4 separate regions of the Mus musculus genome follow, and all the other regions are linked to region 2. Evidence: chromatin contacts called from public HiChIP or PLAC-seq and Micro-C data. All regions are on one chromosome and are shown on one strand. The core of a region is the stretch at or near the end of the contact, and the rest is flanking DNA. Distances in the headings are between cores, read along the strand shown. Region 1 overlaps Fam168a (family with sequence similarity 168, member A). Region 2 holds the start of Mrpl48 (mitochondrial ribosomal protein L48). Region 3 overlaps Fam168a (family with sequence similarity 168, member A). Region 4 overlaps C2cd3 (C2 calcium-dependent domain containing 3).

What was found. A called contact is a pair of places that touch in the nucleus more often than the background predicts. HiChIP or PLAC-seq counts read pairs in DNA pulled down with a chosen protein or histone mark.
Region 1: a contact with region 2 is called in an H3K4me3 HiChIP or PLAC-seq map of forebrain, with 2.7 times the contacts expected there. The contact joins the enhancer-like site here to the promoter of Mrpl48 in region 2. A contact is called at or near these places in 3 of 115 datasets of contacts at active chromatin or transcription factors (forebrain, microglia and stem cell-derived neural progenitor cells) and 2 of 9 other capture datasets (adipose tissue and embryonic stem cells).
Region 3: a contact with region 2 is called in a Micro-C map of embryonic stem cells, with 3 times the contacts expected there. The contact joins the enhancer-like site here to the promoter of Mrpl48 in region 2. A contact is called at or near these places in 1 of 484 Hi-C or Micro-C datasets (embryonic stem cells), 1 of 115 datasets of contacts at active chromatin or transcription factors (bone marrow-derived macrophages) and 2 of 9 other capture datasets (adipose tissue and pancreatic islet).
Region 4: an H3K27ac HiChIP or PLAC-seq map of microglia shows a contact between it and region 2, with 5 times the contacts expected there. The contact joins the enhancer-like site here to the promoter of Mrpl48 in region 2. A contact is called at or near these places in 1 of 39 promoter capture datasets (the SN4741 cell line), 1 of 15 datasets of contacts at CTCF or cohesin (large pre-B cells), 2 of 484 Hi-C or Micro-C datasets (pre-B cells and pre-megakaryocyte-erythroid progenitors), 4 of 115 datasets of contacts at active chromatin or transcription factors (intestinal villus epithelium, large pre-B cells, memory CD8 T cells and 1 more) and 3 of 9 other capture datasets (adipose tissue, liver and pancreatic islet).

The regions. Positions count from the first base shown.
Region 1 is chr7:100,814,116-100,818,253 of GRCm38.p6, forward strand. The region is part of intron 3 of Fam168a (family with sequence similarity 168, member A); the gene reads left to right. Among named protein-coding and RNA genes, the nearest start is that of Relt, 47 kb to the right of the region's middle. Within about 2 kb of position 2,851, at least 47 of the 459 cell types and tissues checked have an H3K27ac peak or open chromatin away from gene starts, as enhancers often do. A contact at or near this core is called in embryonic stem cells, forebrain and stem cell-derived neural progenitor cells, where this site is marked.
Region 2 is chr7:100,581,617-100,585,773 of GRCm38.p6, forward strand. It overlaps Mrpl48 (mitochondrial ribosomal protein L48), which reads right to left and starts at 1,514. Exons shown (of 8, transcript NM_198831.3): 1 at 1,374-1,514. The coding sequence starts at 1,394.
Region 3 is chr7:100,720,166-100,723,984 of GRCm38.p6, forward strand. The region is part of intron 1 of Fam168a (family with sequence similarity 168, member A); the gene reads left to right. Among named protein-coding and RNA genes, the nearest start is that of Fam168a, 15 kb to the left of the region's middle. Within about 2 kb of position 2,391, at least 43 of the 459 cell types and tissues checked have an H3K27ac peak or open chromatin away from gene starts, as enhancers often do. A contact at or near this core is called in embryonic stem cells, where this site is marked.
Region 4 is chr7:100,429,472-100,433,179 of GRCm38.p6, forward strand. It overlaps C2cd3 (C2 calcium-dependent domain containing 3), which reads left to right. Exons shown (of 33, transcript NM_001017985.3): 21 at 579-847; 22 at 1,266-1,355; 23 at 2,500-3,102. Among named protein-coding and RNA genes, the nearest start is that of Gm10603, 38 kb to the right of the region's middle. Within about 2 kb of position 1,835, at least 77 of the 459 cell types and tissues checked have an H3K27ac peak or open chromatin away from gene starts, as enhancers often do. A contact at or near this core is called in adipose tissue, microglia and pre-megakaryocyte-erythroid progenitors, where this site is marked.

The sequences.
Region 1 (4,138 bases), core at 1,601-4,100, 230 kb after region 2:
CTGGGCGTGGTGGCTCACGCCTTTAATCCCAGCACTCGGGAGGCAGAGGCAGGTGGATTTCTGAGTTCGAGGCCAGCCTGGTCTACAAAGTGAGTTCCAGGACAGCCAGGGCTACACAGAGAAACCCTGTCTCGAGAAAAAAAACAAAAAAAACAAAAAAAACAAAAAAACACATATCAGAACAGAGGCAGAATCATATTCTACCTGGAGGTAAGAGTAGGGGCTGGGTGGTGGTGGTTACCCATGCCTTTAATCCCAGCACTCGGGAGACAGGGGCAGGCGGATTTCTGAGTTCGAGGCCAGCCTGGTCTACAGAGTGAGTTCCAGGACAGCCAGGGCTATACAGAGAAACCCTGTCTCGAAAAACCAAAAAAAAAAAACTGATCCTCATAAGTAGAGCTATAAGTAGAGGCTTGAGACAGAAGTAGGAGGCGTCCTTGGAAGCGCACAGGGGAAGAAAGTCTGGTACAGGGGGCAGAGTGTGGTAAAGGCACGGTGGAGATGTGGAACTTGACACCTGAGTCTAGAGCTAGTGGGAATGCGTAGACTGAGAGGGACTGGATGAATCTAAGCCACTGATTGCAAGCAACCAATTTGGAAAGGCCTTAAATGTCACATTCTCCCTCCTCTATTTTCTTAATTAGTGGATATTATGGGATTGAAAAGCCCCCAGGAATTCTTTAATTCAACCTCCCTGTGGTCAGGACATCCTGATAAAGACAACAACTTCTATACTAGAGCCTTTGGCAGATTTCCTGTTCCATGCTTTTCTGAGACAATCTGGAATTTGCTAGAGTTATTCTCCTTCTTCTGAGGTGTTTAAGACAGAAAAGAACACGGGCTATATTTATAGACCTATATTTGAGCCCTGGAATTACTATCATATTACACACATGCTGTGAGGTTACAGTCAGCCCCTTCATTTATTTTTCCTTGGCTTGTTTGTACAGTCACAAACTATTCTATGCAGGCATGGTGGTGCACATTTTAATCTCAGTACTTGGAGAGTATAGCAGAGGATCAAGAATTGAACTGTAGCCTCTGCTACATAGCAAATTCAAAGCTAGCCTGAGCTACATGAGACCCTTCCATCCCCAAAAGAGAACGTATTTACGTATAATAAATGATGGATATGTCCCGAATTAATACTTTTGTTCAACTGTGATCAAAACGTTTCAGTTCACCATTTCATGAGGTTCAGCTCATGATGTCTTGGTCCCACGTGCTTGGGGAGGACATCATGGTACTGGAAATGTGGCAGAAGGGAGCTGTTCACGTCATGCCTGATAGGAAGTACAGAGTGGTGAGATGAAAAGCCAGGGCAAGATACAGCCCTGAAGGGCACACCCATGACCTGCTTCCTCCATCCACATAGGGCGCTTTTTCAACCACATCCTCATAATCTACTCCAATGTGGAATGCATAAGTGGATTAAATGATTCATTAGGTCAGAGCTCTCGTGACCCAGTCATCTCTAGAAACATCCTTACATATGCACCTAGATATGTGTGTTATCAGGTTTCTAGATGTTTCTTAAGTCAGCCAAATTAACCACCATAAGAGATGTTTATATGGTCTGTATTAAATAGTTTATACAAGCCTTACTCACTCTAGAAGGTACTGTATGTAGGTGATGCTCCCTTGAAGAAGCCGCCATTACTGTCCCAAAAGAGTTAATGAGAACAGTGGCATGTGGACTAATGTCTGTTTCCTTTAATCAGTAAGATACGTTATTCTACTGCCACAAATCTGTAATAATGAGCAGCAACAGTATAAAAACTACACTAATTATCTGATAAAAACATTTTATCTTAAAAACTAAGAGAACATTATGAAATGTCACAGTACATAAGTGATTTCAATCCAAGTACTGTGAAATCTGTGAATGGGCTTTGTCACCAGCCGAAAATAGAAGGAGGTGAGTTGTGGCAGACTTTCCGGTGAGGTCATGAATACAGAAAAGTTATTGTCGTCATAGTCAGGAATCCTGGTGACCTCACTGGCTGTAGTCAGGGAGGTGGGGATCCTGGGAAGCAGTGTGTAGTGACACAGAGAAATGAGAGCAATGGATAGCATGGTAGCATGCTTTCCAGAGACTCAGCTAAAAAAAAAGAAAACCAAAGGCACAGTGAAGAAGGAATGTGCAGGTGAAGGGGCATCCGGGTGAGAGTGGGATTCCGTGTGCACTGGTGGGGGGGGCGAGACAAGACCAGTCAGAGATGCCAGAGTCACATGGAGCTAGGCCTCCCAGCAGCTGCCATGGCAACAAGGACTCTGATGTTCGTCTTCTTTCTTCTTTTGGGAAGTTGAGTGACAGGAGGTGGAATGCCTGCAGTGCAGAGCGGCTCAGGACTAGCACTAGAGGTAGCTGAAGGGGACCCTCTAACAGCAAGCTACCTTCTCAAGAGTATTTGGCACTTGTGGGAAGAGATTTTAGGATTATTTAAGGATCAGTTTGGCAAGTAGCTGGCAGAACAAGGAATAAAATACTGCTATTAGTCCAGGGATGGTAGTGCATGCCTTTAATCCTGGCATTTGTGAGACTGAGGCAGGTGGATCTCCATGAGTTCGTGGTCAGCCAGGGGTACATAATTGAGACCCTGTTTCAAAACAAAACAAAAAACCAAAACTTCGATTAATTCAATGTTTCATTTGTGTCAACAACAATTTGAAACTCTTTATAGATGTTAACTTGTTTTATAGTACAACAAACTGAGTACTTTGTTTTTCCCAATTTCCAATTGGGAAAGAAGAAACTTATTGAAATTCAGCAGCTAGATCTGCATTCTGGCATCCTGCCGCTGCACCAGAACTCTTAGCCGCCTGTCATTGCTGAGACAGTGGGCAGACACTGAAGTGTTAGACGGGAGCAGCCGGGCTGGAGAAGAAGGCAGTTCAGAGAGGAGTCTGAGACTGTTAAAAACATGGCGAGTCTGGAAAGGTGCTGCTGTGTGTGGAATATTACATTTCAATACTAAAATAAAAAGGAAGTCTCTACCTAAGGATTAGTGCTTTAAAAAGTCAAGACACTTGTAAGCTATGATTAAAGCTAGACCATTTACTCAGAAACCCAAATCCACAACAAGGGATAGTACTGGAGTGTTGTGTTAGAAAGCCCCACACTGGCCAGGCATACCTATTATCTCTGCACCTTGGAGGTAGAAACAGGAAGATCAGAGTTCAAGGTCATCCTTAGCTACACAAGAGTTAAAGATTGTCTTGTACCCCATGGGAGAGCCTGTCTCAAAGAAGCAAACAAAAAACAGGAAGGAAGGGGGTAGGGGAAGAAGAGGTACCAAACTGGAATTAACCGTTTCAAATGTTTGTGTGACATTTGAGACACACACATGCTCATGCACACACACTGAGAGCTGCGTGTGTTTCATATTGTGTGTTGCTTACCTCTACCATCCTAGGTCTGACTGTTACAGGGAAATTCCTGTCATAGAGGCTCAAGGTCAGAGGGAACAGTATAGGTGATTCTCAGCTTCTTGCCAGAGCTGGTCATTTGGAATGCAGGGCGGTGCCTGCAAGGAGCCAGGCACTTGGGTTTAAATTTTCTTCCTTACTTCAAGGAGACCAAGCAATTGCTTGGAGAGACCCTATTTTTAGCAGCCTTTGTGCTCCTTAGATACATCTGCCTAGGATACAGAGGAAAGCTCGCTCTTTCATTGGTTCTGAAAAGCAGTGGACTACCTGCCTTTTATTGGCTTCTTCCTAAGTGTTTACCAATTTTAGGGATCATATTTAGGTATTTAGCCTCACAGGAGGCAAGAGCTAGCCAAGAGATCTTTTTCAGAATCCAGGGAACAAAGGGTTTAACATATTCCTGATAATGTAACTTGAAAATGAAAGAAGACTAAATAGGAAAGTAATGTCCAAACTCTCTCATAAGAAGCATGTTCTCATCTCTGTCTCATTAGAGTTAAACTATATGAAGTATATATGAGGTTTTCCCAAATTACAAACCTGGGAGAAAGTAGAGAAAAATCTCTATGCAAGGCAAGTTACAAGTGTACCTTTTTACCTTTGTCTTGTTAGCTAGAGTTTCTTGCCTCCAGTTTAACTCAGAGAGGATTAAATAACCTTCAAAATTAAATTTAAAATGCCATGTATCTGAGATTCAAACCCATTTGTC
Region 2 (4,157 bases), core at 264-2,763:
GAAGAGCAAATAAAACTAAACAAATGACTACAAAATACCAACATTCTTATTAGCACCATCCTTCATCCCTTACAAAACACCCATTCCTATTTGCAGTATCCTCTATTATACTTTTGGGCTTGTTTTTCTTTTTCTTTTACTTTTTGAGGTCAGGTTTCAAGTAGCTTAGGTTGGTTGGCTTCAAACTAAATCTATAATCACAGCTGTCCTTGAACTCCTGATCCTCCTACCTCTGCCTCCCAAGTTCTATGATTAAAGACACTACCCCAATTCCTGGCTTTGTTAGATGATGGCCTTAGTGCCAGGTTTCCATGGATTCTTCTGCACTATTGCAAATTATATTCCTTGCATACTGATCTTCTCTTCCTTCCTTGGAAAGAAGATAAATAGAACCAGAGAATAGAATGGAATGTTGAAGTTTATTTCTATTATCTTTGCAGCAGACCTGTTATCACAAATTGGCTAAAGAGAACTAGTGGGTCCCTTCATGAAGGATGGGATGAGAAACTCAAATTTAGAGACATTCAAGGGTAGTCCCACATCCAAAAATGGCAATGACCATATTGATTTATACATACATTATGGTGATAAAGTCTCTATAATTAATGCCTGGAATAAAACCCCAATACGAAGAGAACAGGAACAACAACAACCTAAGCAATATGACACAAGTGGAAAAGACCAACTGAGATCTGGTAACTTTGTTAAGGGAAGAGAAAAACAAGGACCAGATTTAAGAATGGTAGTGTGGCTTGGGGTAGTGATGCGTACTTGTTATCCAAGCACTGGGGGGAACTGATGCAGGAGACTTGTGTCATGAGCAGTCTGGGCTACATGATGAGACCTCGTCTCATAAAAGGAAAGAAGGCTCACCTGGTTCTGCAATAGTCTCTTAATATTTTGGAAGCCAAGAGTAACAAAACGAAATGGTTGGTTCGCTCGGTTTTATGAAATGCTCTCAAATAAGATTTTGTAAGCAAAAGTGTAATTTATCATTATTGTATTCCTCTTATCACCGAGTAACTTCATTCACATCCCAACCACTTCAGCGAGGATTCTCTTAAAAGATGATTAAATGTAAAAAGTAGATGACCTGCCCAAGGTCAGACAATTTAAGGGGACGATATTCCGTGTGTGGGGACTCTCCCTTTCCTAGGCACGAGGCAGCGAGGGTGACAAGTGGAGGGGGCGTGGCACGAGACTGGCAAGCTCGCCCTGGGCCGGGGAAAGAATTGACAGTGAGGCGCCGCAGGGACTGCTGGGAAAGGCCTGTTCGCAGAGTCCTAGGCCTAAACGTCCGCACGCAAACACCTTCCAGCTCTGCTTTCCCTTCCGCTTTCCTCAGCTCCCTACGTGCGTGGAATCTGCGTTACCTTTCCCAGGGTTCCGCTCATTCTCGACCACAGCGGCTTCTGAGCAAACCGAAGATCCACCCTAGCAATCACGACCCCAGGCGTCTGGAAACAGGGCCGGAAAGGTCTTCATCACGTCCGTCCACCAAATCCTACCGAGACGCTTTCTGCTCACGCAGCATCTTGGTTCCGGAAGTTTTTAAAACCCAAGGGATAAAACTCTCCCCAGATTCCACCCTCACCCCAGCTCCTGTCACCTTCCCTGTGATTTCTCTGGGCAGTATGGATTGCCGTCTTTGTTACCGAGTGCTTTTCACATAATTTTGGTATCTCACCTATGAGACTACATATTATTTAATGTCTCTCTTCTCTATTTTGATTGAATTCCTTTAGGACACAGATCCTGTCTGGTTAATTTATTCCAGCGTCTCGTATGCAAATCTTGACTTGTTACCTCGACTTTGGAGCTGATTAACCCCAGGTGAACTTTCCTAGCGTTCCATATCCTCATAGTAATTAAGAATAATTATCTTTTATTGAGAGGCCATGATGTGCAATACTTTTCGTTCAGTAGCTCACAGTTTTTTTTTTCTTTTTTTGTTTTTGTTTGCTTGTTTGTTTGTTTTGGTTTGGTTTTTTGAGACAGGGTTTCTCTGTAGCCCTGGCTGTCCTGGAACTCACTTTGTAGACCAGGCTGGCCTCGAACTCAGAAATCAGCCTGCCTCTGCCTCCCAAGTGCTGGGATTAAAGGCATGCACCACCAAGCCTGGCTTCTTCTTCTTCTTCTTTTTTTTTTTTTATTAGATATTTTCTTTATATACATTTCAAATTTCAAATCTATCCTGAAAGTTCCCTATACCCTCTCCCCGACCTGCTCCCCTACCCACCCACTCCCACTTCTTGGCCCTGGCATTCCCCTGTACTAGGGCATATAAAGTTTGCAATACCAAAGGACCTCTCTTCCCAGTGATGGTCAACTAGGTCATCTTCTGCTACATATGCAGCTAGAGACACGAGCTCTGAGGGTACTGGTCAGTTCATATTGTTGTTCCACCTATAAGGTTGCAGACCTTCAGCTCCTTGGGTGCTTTCTCTAGCTTCTTCATTGGGGGCCCTGTGTTCCATCGTATAGATGACTGTGAGTATCCACTTCTGTATTTGCCAGGCACTGACATAGCCTCATATGAGACCAGGGTCCCTTCATCAAAATCTTGCTGGCATATTCAGTAGCTCGCTTTATTCCTCACAAGCCTCCCGGAGAGAAACTGCTCGATTTTACAGACAAAGGTCTCTCAGGGTAGACCAGGCTGGCTCTGAATTTGTATTTGCCTCCAAGGTGCTTTGATAACAAGCTTAGGCCACTACACTCAGCTACCAACTATTTAATTAGCAATACCTTTTGCCAGTCCTTTGATGGAATCCTGGGAACACAAAAATGAATAGCTTGTGGTTCCTGCCCTTAAATGGCACATTTAAATCATTACAGAGCAATAAGAAATTCATGTCACCAAGATAGGCATATAAACTCTGTGTACAGAGGGAGTACCTGAGGCATACAATAAAGTCAGCATTGGGTGAAATAACGAATGTGCAACGGTTACTTTATTTTGCTACTGTTGCTGTTTTTAACACAGAAAAAGTGTCAAAACTAGTAAATAAGGGCTGGAGCATGAGTGGTAGTGGGGTACATCCTGGTACTGGGAAGCAGAGGCAGGTGGATCTCTGAGTTTGAGGCCAGCCTGGTCTACAAAATGAGTTGCAGGACAGCCAGAGCTACACAAAGAAACCTTGTCTTGAAAAAAATAAATGAAACAAACAAAAACGAAAAATAAAGGGCTGGAGAGATGGCTCAGCAGTTAAGAACTCTTGTGGCTCTTGCAGAGGACCTGAGTTAGGTTCTCTGTCCCTAGATCAGAAGGCTCATAACCTTCTGCAACTCCACCTCTGGGGATTCAGTAACCCCTCTGACCTCCTCAGATACCTGTGTTTACAGACACAGACACATGCACATAAATAAAAATAAAATCTCTTTTAAGTGGTAAATATGAACTGGGCTGCATTGATGGTATGGTTTTTTTGTCAGCGTTCCTTCCAAGATCCTAATGTTTCATCTATCTTAGAATGAAATTCCAAAGACTCAGCAACACTGCTGTTGCTAAATCTATTTCTCTCATATGGGGCAGAAGACAAGGAGACTATTACGATCAATCTTATGTGCCAGATTTACTGAGCAATGTGGCAACCAGATACTTGGTGAAACATTATTCTGGATGTTTTTGTTATGATATCTAGGGATGAGAGTAACATTTAAATGAATAAAATGCCCTCCCTAATGGGAGTGGACCTCACCCAAACAAAAGAAGGCCTAAATAGAATGATGACCCTTCCTCAAATAAGAGAAAATTAATTTTTTTAAAAGATTCATTTATTTATTATATGTAAGTACACTGTAGCTGTTTTCAGACAGACACCCTAGAAGAGCACATCAGATCTCATTACGGATGGTTGTGAGCCACCATGTGGTTGCTGGGATTTGAACTCAGGACCTTCGGAAGAGCAGTCAGTGCTCTTAATCGCTGTGCCATCTCTCCAGCCCCAAAGAGAAAATTTCTACTTGATTTCCTTTGACATGGGATATCATTTGCTTCCTGCCATCCAACTCAGGCTGGAACATAAAACCTTTTTAGTTCTGGACCTTGCCAGCCTTCAGAGTATAGCTACATTTATCAATATTATACCTCTCAGGCCTTCACACTCTCCTGTGTTTCCAGCTTGCCAATTCACCCTGCAGATCTTGGTACTTCT
Region 3 (3,819 bases), core at 1,141-3,640, 140 kb after region 2:
GTGGTGGAACACTAGGGTCTGGGTTTGCTCCTCAGCCTGGGGTGGGAAAGTAGAAACTCTATTACTTATTTGATACTGACACTGATAGTATTTTATATCATTTCAAGTTTATTCATCAGCATAATTTTGCAAATGAGTCTAAATTTCAGTTGTTGGATTTACTTGATGTGTGACCTTCAAAGTGATTTAATTTTTTTTATGACTTTCTCCACTTATTACAGTAGTATTTACTTATGCAGTTGTTGTGAGGATTAAATGAAATACAGTGGTGACTTCAGTGCTTGGTACATGGCATGATTTCCTGTACATGATAGTTCTGTTAACTGTTGGTGTTTCCTCCAAATTCTCATCCCAAAGCTCTAATCCCCAATGTGATGGGTTTTTGGAATGAGGCCTTTGGACGTAATTAGATCTTGATCGTAGAATGTTTGTGATGTGTTAGTGCCTTTATAAGCAGACATACTAAGGCATGCCCCTGTCTCTGTTTTCTCCTGTGTGAGGGGGCAATGAGAAGAGTGCCTTTTGGAAGACAGACAGGAAGCAAATCCTCACCAGACCCTGCATTTCTTGGCACCTTGTTTTTGGACTTCCCAGCTTCCAGACTTGTAGGAAATAAATGCTAGTAGTGTCTGGTTACATACCCAGCCAGAACTGTGCAGTAACCTGCTTATTATCACTCACACTTTTTTTTTTTTTTTTTTTTAAAGAAAGGCTGGCCTGGAATTCACTTTGTGTACGAGGCTGGCCTTAAATCATAGAAGTCTGCTGTCGCTATCTGCGTATTGGGATTATAGGCATGTGTTCTGCTCACTTTGATTTTATAAATGCAGAACTGGACACAAGTTTAGAAACTTGACTAAGTCCACTAGTAGGGATTAAGTGTGGAGTTCATTTCCAGGTTTGTGTGATATAAATGCCTCTACTTTTTATTCCTTTACCAAATCACAATCTTTTTTTTTTTTTTTTTTTTTTTTTCTCGAGACAGGGTTTCTCTGTGTAGCCCTGGCTGTCCTGGAACTCACTTTGTAGACCAGGCTGGCCTCGAACTCAGAAATCCACCTGCCTCTGCCTCCTGAGAGGGATTAAAGGTGTGTGCCACCACCACCCGGCCCAAGTCACATTTTATAATTAACATTACATTTATATGAAAATGTATTCTAAAACTTACTGTTTAGAAAAATACTTGTTATTCATAAGTACTTAAAACTTTCAGTGATATATTATTAATATAAACTAGAAATTATATTGGTTAAGGAAATAGTTCATTGACTTGCCATATGGGTAATCAGACAGAATTTCAAGGCTAATGCTATAACATGATGGTCAGTGGTTAGTCAAAAAGCAAATGTGCTATGGTTGTGTGTCTGTACATGGTGTTTGTGTGTGAGTGTGTTTGCCTTTAAACAGCTTCACTGAGATAAAGCTGATATGCAAGAAATAACATAAATTATGTAGTGTGCTAAATTTTGCCATCTGGTTATGCCCATGGCAAACCACCACTACAGTTGTGACGGTGAGTATGTTTACCATCTCCTAAACTTTCTTGGTGTTTCTTTAAAATCCTTCCCGTTAGTTCTGCCTCCAAGTCAAGCAGCTGCAGATGTGTTTTCTGATACCACAGTTTTAACAGTGGTCTATAGTTACTTTATCTCTCAGTCTTAGTTTATTTGTAAAATGAGGATGCTACCACTCATCACACACTACTGAGAAATCCTAGGGAGAGTGTACACTGAGAACTGGCATGGGGCTTAACATCCAGGAGACTCTCAAGCCCCGGGAGCCAGGATTACGATTTCATGCTTTCCTTTGGTGGCCAAAGGACACTGAGGGTTATAGAGCTTTGCCTTGAGCTCATGTTGCCTTGTGAACCAACTTTAGTGTTTCTGAAGCAGGAAAGTTTAAATTTAGGTAGCTTGACGCCCTGTGAGGCTTTCCGGTGCCCTTTCCATTGCCTAGACGCCCAAGATGTGGGGCAAAAAAAATGGATTCCTGAGTCCGCTCGGGGCTAGGGCCCCTGGGCAAGGCGGAACTTGGGAAGTCTGACTGCACCGTGGTCCCCCCCCCCCCCCCCCCAGACTGGCAGTGAACTGTGAGAAGCCATGGGATCCCACTCCAGGAGCGAGGAAAGGGCACAGCCTGGGGTCTCCGCAGAACTGCTGGAGTTGGGCTTCACTCACTCTGACTCTTGGGCACTACAGACTGCTGGGCAGGTTCTGGGGTCCCTGGGCTGCACGGAGGCCCGGGATGGCAGGTTCTCACTCTCACACATCCCATATGCCACTGTATGTCACAGAAATGCTGAGAACAAAGTGGAGACCCTGGGGCAGACTCTGGCCCACGGCCAAAGGAAAAAGGGCAGGGAGGAGAGCTCTGGCAGGTTACTGCAGGGAGGAGAGAGAGACTGGCTAGCTCAGGCGGTTTGCTCTGAGGGTAGCTTAGGTTGGTGGTGGCTGTGGCAGGAGCTCAGGGAGGCCTCTGACAGGAGGTTAGATGCACTCCTCTTTAGAGGAAAACCTGCTCCATTGCTCCAGCATGGCGGATCCCGATGATAGTCCATGGTTTTAAGGTGTTTCTTGTAGAAAGGCAGAGAGTGGAGGAGTAGAGGCCGGCCATGGCCACATGGAGAGAGGGGAGAAGAGAAGACATAGAGAGGGAGAGCAAGGGAGCAAGAGAATAAGAAGTAGGAGAGTGAGGAGAGGGCAAGCTCCTTTTATAGTGGGCTGGGCCTTCTATAATTCACGAGTTCAATCAAAAGGAAGGAATACTCTTGGGCAGTAAATGGTGGCATATAACTTAGAACCAGCACTCAGGAAGCAGAGGCAAGCTGATCTCTGTGAATTCGAGGCCAGCCTGGTCCACAGAGTGAGTTCCAGGACAGCCAGGGCTACACACAGAGAAACCCTGTTTCGAAGAGTATTTATAATTTTAAAATCAGAGAATATTTATTTAACCTCAGATCTTAGTTTTAGAAGCTCTGTGATTTTTGGGTAAGTGAGTTTGTTTTTCTGAGTCTAAATTCTTACCTTTGGATATATCTGTTCTACCTCAGGGTTTTGAAAAGTAAGACTGCTGGGTGCTGTGGTTGCCATATAGCAAATGCTAATTGCATTCCTTCCACTTCCAAAATTGGTATCTGTGCATTCAGTGAGTCGTTATCTTTGCCTTGTCCCTTCCTTGATGCACATGTGCATAGGATTCAGTAATACGTCTCAGGTCACTTATCTAAGTCTGGGGGTACAGTTTGATGTACGTGATGCTAACAGTGTAAAGGGATTTTCTTAGTGCTCCAGCTTGAGGTACTTTGTGTTGTGGTGAGCCAAGGACGCCAGGGCCGTTTTCTTGTCTCTTCTGCGTTTATTTGGGTTGGAGGATTGTAAAGGTTTCCTAGTGAATAGAGTGATTTGCTCTGTTCACCCAAGCAGGCCTGGCGAATGACCTGCTGAGAGGGGAAACAAAGCCGGGGAAACTGGCGAATTCTTCCTGCCTGGCTGTAGGGTTTCCAGTTTGTTGGCAGGTGAGGAGCAGTTGCTTCTTCATTTCACCTTTCCCCCTGGAGCATGTACACTCGGCACAAAGGAGCTTTAACATGGAGTCTGCGTTGTAATTTCCTAGAAATTACTGCTTCTGGTAACTGCTCATTCAGTTTGCACCTCTTTGTGGCAGTGGATGAAACAATGGGGACAATAAAGCCATTTATCTGATAGCTGTAGCTTCAATGGGATGTTTGTTTTAATAATGGTATAATTTGCAGGGCTCATAAATTGTGATTTTATTCTCATGGAAATAACTGCCTGGTGGTATTTGGATTCTCCGGTCTCC
Region 4 (3,708 bases), core at 585-3,084, 150 kb before region 2:
GCAAGAGTGTTAGGTTTACAGACTGATCTTGCTTTGGTATGTTCTAAAGTAAGATAGTAAAGAAATCTAGTTTTTGTCTCACTTTATTATAGTGACAGGGTAACCTTATATCCAGCACCTCAGGGTAGTTTTTAATCAGGTTACTCCCTACATTAAAACTTTTGAGTTTCCCATTTTTAGTAGCAGTGGTATCCCAGTTTTAACTGAGCATTTTAATTTAAAAGTTAGCATAGTTTCAAGTTGGGGTGTGCTTTTTTATGTATAAATTATCTTCAGGTACATCTATATTAATATGCTAAATACATTATGAAAAGTGTCCTACAGATAAGCTTTAGTATATATAATAACAAGTTTTAATATTTTCTTCCAGCTTTTTACCCCCTGAACGTCCATGTAAATGTGCAGTCAGATCTAGGTTGCTAAGAAAGCACATTACGGCACTGCCAAAAGCCTCGATAGAGAGCTGTTGCTAAGCATGCTCAGGATGGTGTGGGACTAGCAGAGATAATTCCTGGGCACGCAAGCAGATTTCTAATGTGTCGGGGTAACTTCTTCTCATCTCCTTTTGTCCCCTACAGGGCGTTGGCTGAGCAGGAACCCGCTTTACAGTTTAGCGCCACCGTTGGAGTCAATGCTTCTGTCACCGCCCATCTCTCATTTCTGCCCAAGGGGGAGCAGCGCCAAACCCGCCCTGTGGCCTGCTCCTTCTGCCCTGAGTTCTCCCACCACATTGAGTTCCCGTGTAACCTGGTGACTCAGCACTGTAGTGGAGAAGCCTGCTTCCTGGCAGAGCTGTTGGAGTTTGCAGAAATTATTTTTGCTATCTATCATGAAAATACCAAATCAGGTAAGCAGCAAATGCCTTCAGAACGACATAAGGCTCTCTTTCGGATGGCATATTCCTTCCTAGGCAATACTTGAAAACTTGAGAAGTAGGAGTTATAATCTTTACAACTTCCAAAGGCCAGAGCAAAAGTAAGACGTGACATGTTCATGAAAGAGTGTTCAGATGTTAGTGCATGAGTGTGAGTGAGAGTGGTTCTGTGCTCAGGAGGTTTGTGCACTTTCCCGTGTGCCTGCAAAAGGAAGGTGTGATTAACAGCCTGAAAGACCTTCAGACTCTGACTAGCATGGGAACAGGAGAATCCCTAATGCATTGTCTCAGCCCTGATATATGTGTAGAGCTGAAATGTTCTAGGAGTCTACTGTAAACAGAGAGGCCTCAGTGCCCACCAGTAACTCCTCATTTTTGCTTCACTCAACAGTCAGTGATATAACCAGTATCCAGTCGTGCAAGGATTATCTGCTTGGAATAGTAAAGGTTCCAACGAAAGATCTGCTGGTCAAAAGATCTGGTAAGGATGTTGTCATGATGAGGTAATCCTGTCTAGCTCCCATTGCAAAATACACAAGGAATTCTGTCCCCTAACACATGCTATGAACTCACCCAGGTACCTCACAGTTCTCTCAGGCATGGTAAAAACTGTCCCAATGTCAGAGGTCATACTCACCCTACTTTAGGAAAACTGGTGCCATGTTGAGAAGACAGTAGCAGTACTTCTGCATATATGGCATGATGTAACATCGTTCCTTGGGCTTTGTTTGACCTTACAGTAAACTTCCAGCAGGATAAAGAAGCACTGTTTCCATTTGGCAGACCAGATGATCTCAAAGAAGCTAATTGGCCAGAACCACATTGCTATTGCGTTTGCGTTTTCACAATTTGCAGTGTAGTCATCATTTACCCATTCCTTTGCCTCTCTGTTCTCCACTACAGTAGAATAAAGATAACTGCGTAGAGGCCTGAACAAACAGGCCCGGCCTGGCACTGGGCCCAGGATACAGCTTCTTGCTCCATTCCCTTTCCTTTGCACTCACAATACCAGGGCAGTGTTTCAGATTCTATAGCACTTCCCTTCAAAGCACTTCCTCAGCCATTGTTTCATTTAGCAATCGACCAACTTGAGTAAATAAGATCACTATGGGAGATTAATGACTTATCCAGAACAAACCACTAGTTTGGAGTCTAAACCAAGGAAAGAACTCAAATCTTCCAATTTCTAGCCTTGTCCTTCCTGTCTAATCTCACTGGGTCTCAGTGGTCAGAGGAACGCAGGCTCCCAACCCAGCGTGGGTATGTTTTCTTTCTTTCTTTCTTCCTTTCTTTCTTTCTTTCTTTCTTTCTTTCTTTTTCTTTGTTGTTTTTGTTGTTGTTGTTTGTTTGTTTGGGTTTTTTGTTTTTTGTTTTTTTTGAGGCAGGGTTTCTCTGTGTAGCCCTGGCTGTCCTGGAACTCACTCTATAGTCCAGGCTGGCCTCGAACTCAGAAATCTGCCTGCCTCTGCCTCCCAAGTACTGGGATTAACGGCGTGAGCCACCACTTCCCGGCATGGGTGTTTTCTATTCAGCACTGGGCCAGGGTAGTGGGGAATCAGATGTAAAGAGGCGGTGTGTTTTCTCTTTGGAGACAGTGATTGAAGCTCTTTCCTTTTCCCCATAAGGGATCACAGGATGGTATCCTGTCATTTTACCAGAAGACAAAGGCCTGCCTCAGGACCTGGACTTGATGCAGAAGATTGTAGGAGGCTTGGAGCTTTCTGTTTCCTTCGCACATCCGGGAGATAGAGAGAGGGTACTGGAAGCTGCTGAGCTGCTGGGCTGGAGCTTTGAGAGCATCCCAAAGGATCTTGTCAAGAAAGAAGAAGAGGTGCCAGCCACTGTCACCATCTCTACCCCAAGGCTCTGGCTTCCTATCCACTGTGTGCTGCTTGCTGGTCATATGAACATTCATAAGAATACATATTGCTACCTTCGCTACAAGCTGTACAATCAAGAAGCCTTTTGGACTCCTCTCAGGAAACCTAAGGAGTCTACAAACAAAAACCAGGTCCTGATTACTTTCAAGGCATCCAAAAGAGCAGAAGTCACTAGGAGCCAGTCCCTGCTTTGGTACTTCAGGGAAGAGAAGTTAGAGATCCAAGTGTGGCGAGCCTATGGCAACGACAATTTAGAGAGGCCACACCAGACTGACAGCTGGATTGGCTCAGCCTATGTAGACCTGTCCAGACTTGGGGAAAAATCTCCAAGGACACTGACTATCAGTGGTGAGTGAAGCTAACTCAGGGTTAGCTCTGTTTGAGCACCTTCTCTGTACATAAATGCATCGGATTTGTACATGTAATGTGGTTCCTAAGGTGTTGTAGCACTTAGTTAATGTGTGCACAGTGAGCTTGGGTGAATCTCCTTGACTCACTCTGACAGGTGTGTCAGAGCCTGTGTGATCACTGAGGGTGCGTTGGGAAGAACGCCTTCCACGGATAGTCTTTTCCCTGGTGCTTCTCAGGACATTCATCTTTCCTGGTGAGCACCTCTTAGAGCTGGTAAAATAACAGGGCACACCATCCTGGGATCCCTGTGGGGAAAGGGAAGAATCAGTCTTCAGAGAGAAAACATAGCCTCTCTACATCTCAGCTTCCCCCCTACCCTGGCCCAGTGCTGAAATAAAGAAACTACACGCTACTAAACTGGTTCAGAGGCAGAAAGGAAAAGTGAGGTTTTACAGGCAGAGCGCACTGCTTACTCCTGTTACACTCATTTGGTGTTTAAGGCATGCACTTGGCCCTGGGAATCAGATAAGAGAAAGAATTCATTCCTAGCCTGACTGTGTCTATATTCTAATCTAATGGAATACAGCTGTGAACAGTCAATGT